Linked DNA regions of Xenopus tropicalis: region 2 is linked to region 1. Evidence: chromatin contacts called from public Hi-C data. All regions are on one chromosome and are shown on one strand. Each heading gives the region's core, a stretch centred on a gene start, on an enhancer-like site or on the middle of the called end of the contact. The rest is flanking DNA. Distances are from core to core; before and after follow the strand shown. Region 1 has its middle 100 kb from the start of snai1. Region 2 has its middle 27 kb from the start of ube2v1.

Region 1 (2,916 bases), core at 200-2,699:
TTAGGACCTTTCTGCACCTTAAACCACAGGGCAGATTACATGATTTGTGCAGAGTTGAATTTTGTGCTCCTTTCATAAGCAGCTACACCTGCTGGGGTTGCTTTACAGGGGGTGAGACCACCCGATTTTCCATACTCCTGGGCACCCAGCAGCAGCCTCAGGGCCTGCTGAATTTGTTAGTAACCCTCTGTATCCTTCTGTTCATCCCCTCAGCCCCTCATTCAAACCAATGCTGGGTTGCTAGGTTATGTGGGAGCCTACTAACCAGATCGTAATACACTGAAACACAAAGATAAATCATGTAAACTGTCTTAGAATACCATTGTCTATATACTACTGGTTTCCAAAATGCCATGTTGGGGAACTCAAGATAATAGGCCTAAGCCTGAAGACCAATTTCAGGGTAAATGTTTATATTCTATCTTTGTAATCCCTGGAGCCTTGTTATGAGCTAAAGTTTTGATCACAAAGGGAGGTCTGAACCCAAAAACTCAGAAGACTACTGTTCTATGTCAAATTAAATGGGGGCATAAAGTTGTAACCTAGGGGAGCCAATCAAAAATGAGTACACATAGCACCTAAGAATCAAGTCACTCTTAGGCACCAAGTGTACCTATTTTTGATTAGCTCTCACACAGTAAAGCAGAGAGAGAGGCTACCAGCACTGCTGGAATTGCACACATAGCCGAGAATAGTAATGCTTAAGTCAAGTAAACCAAATAGGATATATTCTCCTTTATAATGGATCTGAAACCAAAAACTCATTTTTAAATAATGAAAACAGGAAATCTAGGCAAAGTTTCAGTGTAAATTAATTAAAAGAATGTGAATGTTTTTAAAACCAGTGAAAACGACAAATGGATTTATATTGGAAAGTTGCTGAGAATTGGATTATTTTCATTATGCAAAAGTCAGTTTTTGGGTGGAGAAATTGTAGGGTATGTTTTCAGAAAAACCTTTCTGCACTTGCTGCTTTAACATCAAAGGCCCCTCTGGCTCCGCCGTTTGACCGGGTTCCTTTCAATGACTGGTACTGTATGCGAGAGACCAAGTGGTGGACTTGACCAGCTGAAAGCAACAGCTGATCTCTGGCCTGAATTCTGGGCTTTCCCCCACAGCTGTCCCACCTGCCAGACTGTTCCTCGCTGGAGGGAGAAGCTTGTGACTTTGCTGTTTTTGAAAACGCTCTTTCTTGGCATTTGGGAAATGTTGGCGACAGGAGCAGATTCATCTGGAAGGAGAAGGCTCGCTGTTACCATCTGGTTAATGCCGCTCCACTCTGTAACACGTTCTGCGCTTCTCTTGAAGTCCAGATTCCTTGCAAGTTCTGTAGCATCTTGAAGATCCAGCAAACAAAGGAGGGTCCTGTTTGTGCTCAGGAGTCCGGCTTACAGCCGGGGCACATAATCCACACACACAGGATCCTCTGTTGAAGGTCCTCAGATGTGTCAGTTGCTAATCAGTCGTGCAGTGCTATTCATGTCCCTCTTCAAGATGTCAGAGAGTTGCAGTGTTGGCAGCCAACGGAAAACAAAATACATGGGGATGTTTAGGGGTAGATTTTGCAAAGGGGGATTATTTGACCCTGCCATAGGAGATACTCAGGGCACAAATAAGCACTCACCCCAAATCTCACCCTTATTGGCCTTCAGGCTGGGCCCCCTTAGCTCATAACAAGGTTACAGATATATAGAAACATTGGGGTAACAGTCACCCTGCTATAGTTCCAGGGGTACCCAGGGCACAAATAAGCACTTACCCCAAATCCCCCCCTAACTGGCCTTCAGGCTGGGCCCCCTTAGCTCATAACAAGGTTACAGATATATAGAAACATTGGGGTAACAGTCACCCTGCTATAGTTCCAGGGGTACCCAGGGCACAAATAAGCACTCACCCCAAATCTCCCCCTAACTGGCCTTCAGGCTGGATCCCCTTAGCTCATAACAAGGTTACAGATATATAGAAACATTGGGGTAACAGTCACCCTGCTATAGTTCCAGGGGTACCCAGGGCACAAATAAGCACTCACCCCAAATCTCACCCTTATTGGCCTTCAGGCTGGATCCCCTTAGCTCATAACAAGGTTACAGATATATAGAAACATTGGGGTAACAGTCACCCCGCTATAGTTCCAGGGGTACCCAGGGCACAAATAAGCACTCACCCCAAATCTCACCCTTATTGGCCTTCAGGCTGGATCCCCTTAGCTCATAACAAGGTTACAGATATATAGAAACATTGGGGTAACAGTCACCCTGCTATAGTTCCAGGGGTACCCAGGGCACAAATAAGCACTCACCCCAAATCTCACCCTAACTGGCCTTCAGGCTGGGCCCCCTTATCCCATAACAAGGTTACAGATATATAGAAACATTGGGGTAACAGTCACCCTAATATAGTTCCAGGGGTACCCAGGGCACAAATAAGCACTCACCCCAAATCTCCCCCTAACTGGCCTTTAGGCTGGCCCCCTTAGCTCATAACAAGGTTACAGATATATAAAAACATTGGGGTAACAGTCACCCTGCTATAGTTCCAGGGGTACCCAGGGCACAAATAAGCACTCACCCTAAATCCCCCCTAACTGGCCTTCAGGCTGGGCCCCCTTAGCTCATAACAAGGTTACAGATCTATAGAAACATTGGGGTAACAGTCACCCTGCTATAGTTCCAGGGGTACCCAGGGCACAAATAAGCACTTTCCCCAAATCTCCCCCTAACTGGCCTTCAGGCTGGGCCCCCTTATCCCATAACAAGGTTACAGATATATAGAAACATTGGGGTAACAGTCACCCTAATATAGTTCCAGGGGTACCCAGGGCACAAATAAGCACTCACCCCAAATCTCCCCCTAACTGGCCTTTAGGCTGGCCCCCTTAGCTCATAACAAGGTTACAGATATATAGAAACATTGGGG
Region 2 (2,916 bases), core at 251-2,750, 130 kb before region 1:
CCCGTGTGGTTGGTGCGCAAAAAATTGCACGCATGTGTTTTATGGTCTTTTAAGGAAAATATCATTTTATGTATGACCCCCCAGGTCATTTATTATAACAGTGGGACATAATGACACAACACACACTCCTCCCAGCGCATCCCTGAATTGCTTCATTACTGAGTTTCCAGGAATTGTAAAGGTTCCCCATGCTGGAGCGTCTTATGGAACCCGACCTCCATGCACTTGTGAGCCCATCAAGGCCTGGAGTGGGCATAAGTCCAACTATACATATAGGGAATGCTTTGGGCACTCAGTAGGCAGATCTTCTGTCCTTTTCACCAGGACCATTTCAATCATCACTCCCAAAACTAGAAATCAGCTCTTTTGGACCCATACACATTATGTACATTGTACTTTCCCAATTGTAGCTGCCTGATTGGGTTGGCCAATGTCAACTATGTCACCCAACTATTTCGTTATGTACGGCACTAGAACAGGGTGGAAATTTTGGAAGACCATTCAATCATCCTATCAGATTGCAGACAACCTGCCCAACTGAAAATGCTCGGATGGGGCAGTGGCAAATGTGGAATTACGAGGACCCCTGGTGCCTCCTCATTTGTGGTCAGAGCTACATGGTTGGTCAAACTGCACAACATCTTCCCAGTTGACTTGTTAATTTTGCCTAACTTACGTTTTTACAGAATCTGTAGGGAACAAAGGACCCACACTATTCTGTAAAGATCTACATGACCTTAAAAGAGAACTAACCCTCTACAGACAAAAGCCCTCATAGACTGCCCTTAATTGCCCTCTCTCCCTGCTCCTTCCCTCTATTACATGCAAAAGTGTCCCTCTTCGAAAAGTTGACCTATAAATGCAGAGTAGCGCAGCAGAGTTCATAGGCGCCATTTTCTGGATCTTCGGATCATCTTCTTTCATTTGCCAATGGATGTTGTTTTTGGCACAGCTAATCTCAGACTAGCTCCAGCTTCATATGTGCCAGAAAGCTAAGTGTCGGCAAACTTGCCAAACAAAATCCAAAGAAGATGGTGCCCGGAAAGTACACTGTGCTACTCTGTATCTATAGGTCAGCTTTCTAGACAGGGACACTTTTGCATCTAATAGACTCTGCAGGGAGGGTTGCCAATAGAGGGCAGTCTATGGGGGAATTAGTTCCCCTTTAATACAATTAATGGCATCCAGCAGTAAACTAACCCCCTTTATATCAGCCAGGGGCCACCAAATACCTCTGCAAGATAAAAGTGTAGAGTTAAATACAGAGAAACCTTATCAGATTACATATCAGGGCTACTGCAACCCCCACCCCCCAAACAAGAAAAATTCTCTTATCCATGGGTTATTATACACATTTAACCACGTTGTTATATGAGCCAGTACTTTCGGGATCTTTGTTTTCCATCCCAGCATGGGACCTTCTCAGTGTGGATCCAGCCCTGTCTCTAATTGCTTACAGGTACACTGCAGAATTTAGGAGCCTTCATTCTTGTAAATCATCCTAGCACATTCCTGCTAATGCTATACCCCTCTGTGCTGATTAGCCCCCTCTGTGGCTTGGAGCGACCTCCTGCAGAGTATGGGGGGCAGTGTCTGAGGGAAGGGGGAGTAGGGCAATAGGGAATTCATGGCCTGCTTCTCTGATAGCATTAATGATGGAATGTTAGTACCTTCGGAGTTCCACCATTAATACTGGAGAGAATAACAAGAGAATAATGCTGTCTTTAGGGGGGCAGCACACATTAATTGTTAGCCCCTGCTGTGAAGCGAGCTGGTGTGCCCCACAGGAGAAGTATAAGTGTGGCTTATTGTGCATAAAAAGGAAAGTTGGTGTCATGGATAGGGGTTGTAACTGTGAGATATTATGTATAGTAAGATGAAGTGTTGGTGGGGAAGGAAATGTTGACGCACAGTATATGTATGTATAACTTTATTTATATGGTAAAATGTCATTAAATGGATTATATAGAATGGCAGGTTAATTAAATGATCAATCATGGGGTCTCAGTTTTGGCCCAGGAACGAGCCACCAGCAGGGACAGCCATGAAGACATGTTGTGTCTGGCTGGTGGTATGGGCATACTTTCTGTTTGCCTTGGAGTTCCATTCATCCAAATCAATGGCGGATATCTGTCCACATTACTGATCATTTATGTCCTATCTAGCAAAAGCAGGAGGGCTACTATCTGAAGTGGCCAACCAATCAGAGTTTGGCAAGTCACATGTATTGTCAAGCTGTTGGCACCTTAAGTGGTCATCTCAAGACCATACCATATCGCAGGGAATCAGCCAGCTATGTTATATACAGTACATAGCACAAGAAGGCACTAATGTTTTTATGGTGCTGCCAGTCATGGGCCCTTCAGATGTGTCTTAATTTCAGCTCCCAGCATTCCCTTGTCCCTGCCTGACTTATCTGCCCCAGCTTAACTTTAGTTCATAGTCCAAATTCCTCCCCTACAGAGCAAGGCCCCAGTAACTGTAAATAAGTGTCTAGGTGGCAAGAGGAATGACCAAAATAAACAAACAGTGTCACTCTCCTGGTGGTGATTTATAGAATGGAAGGGCCTTTGGCCCTTAATATCCCAGACAAAAGGTGCACTGGTGCCTGATAGTCACTTGTCCATTTGAGAGGGGCCTGGGCTGTTTTTATAGCCTGTTTGTTTGATGCAGATACATGGCAGCTCATTGCTGATAAGAGCCACACTGTCCCGTCCTATTGGCTCCTTTCCACACTGCTGCTGTGCCTTTAACATTCCTGGCCTCCTGCGTGTAAGGACCCTTCCTGTTATAAAACCCCAGGTGGGCTTCACTAGCCTGATAAGGTACCAGCCTGGATTATTCCCATGGTGGCCTAATCTCTCCTAGTCCTTTGTTATTCTATGGAAATCACTGCTTTAAAAAAATAACTGAAGA

Evidence for each region. Hi-C and Micro-C count contacts between places; a contact is called where the count stands out from the background.
Region 2: a Hi-C map of neurula embryo shows a contact between it and region 1, with 2.1 times the contacts expected there. The contact joins two enhancer-like sites. A contact is called at or near these places in 2 of 5 Hi-C or Micro-C datasets (gastrula embryo and neurula embryo).

The regions. Positions count from the first base shown.
Region 1 is chr10:36,301,709-36,304,624 of UCB_Xtro_10.0, reverse strand. No RefSeq gene overlaps it. Among named protein-coding and RNA genes, the nearest start is that of snai1, 100 kb to the right of the region's middle. Within about 2 kb of position 1,449, at least 2 of the 11 cell types and tissues checked have an H3K27ac peak or open chromatin away from gene starts, as enhancers often do. A contact at or near this core is called in neurula embryo, where this site is marked.
Region 2 is chr10:36,435,160-36,438,075 of UCB_Xtro_10.0, reverse strand. No RefSeq gene overlaps it. Among named protein-coding and RNA genes, the nearest start is that of ube2v1, 27 kb to the left of the region's middle. Within about 2 kb of position 1,500, at least 1 of the 11 cell types and tissues checked has an H3K27ac peak or open chromatin away from gene starts, as enhancers often do. A contact at or near this core is called in neurula embryo, where this site is marked.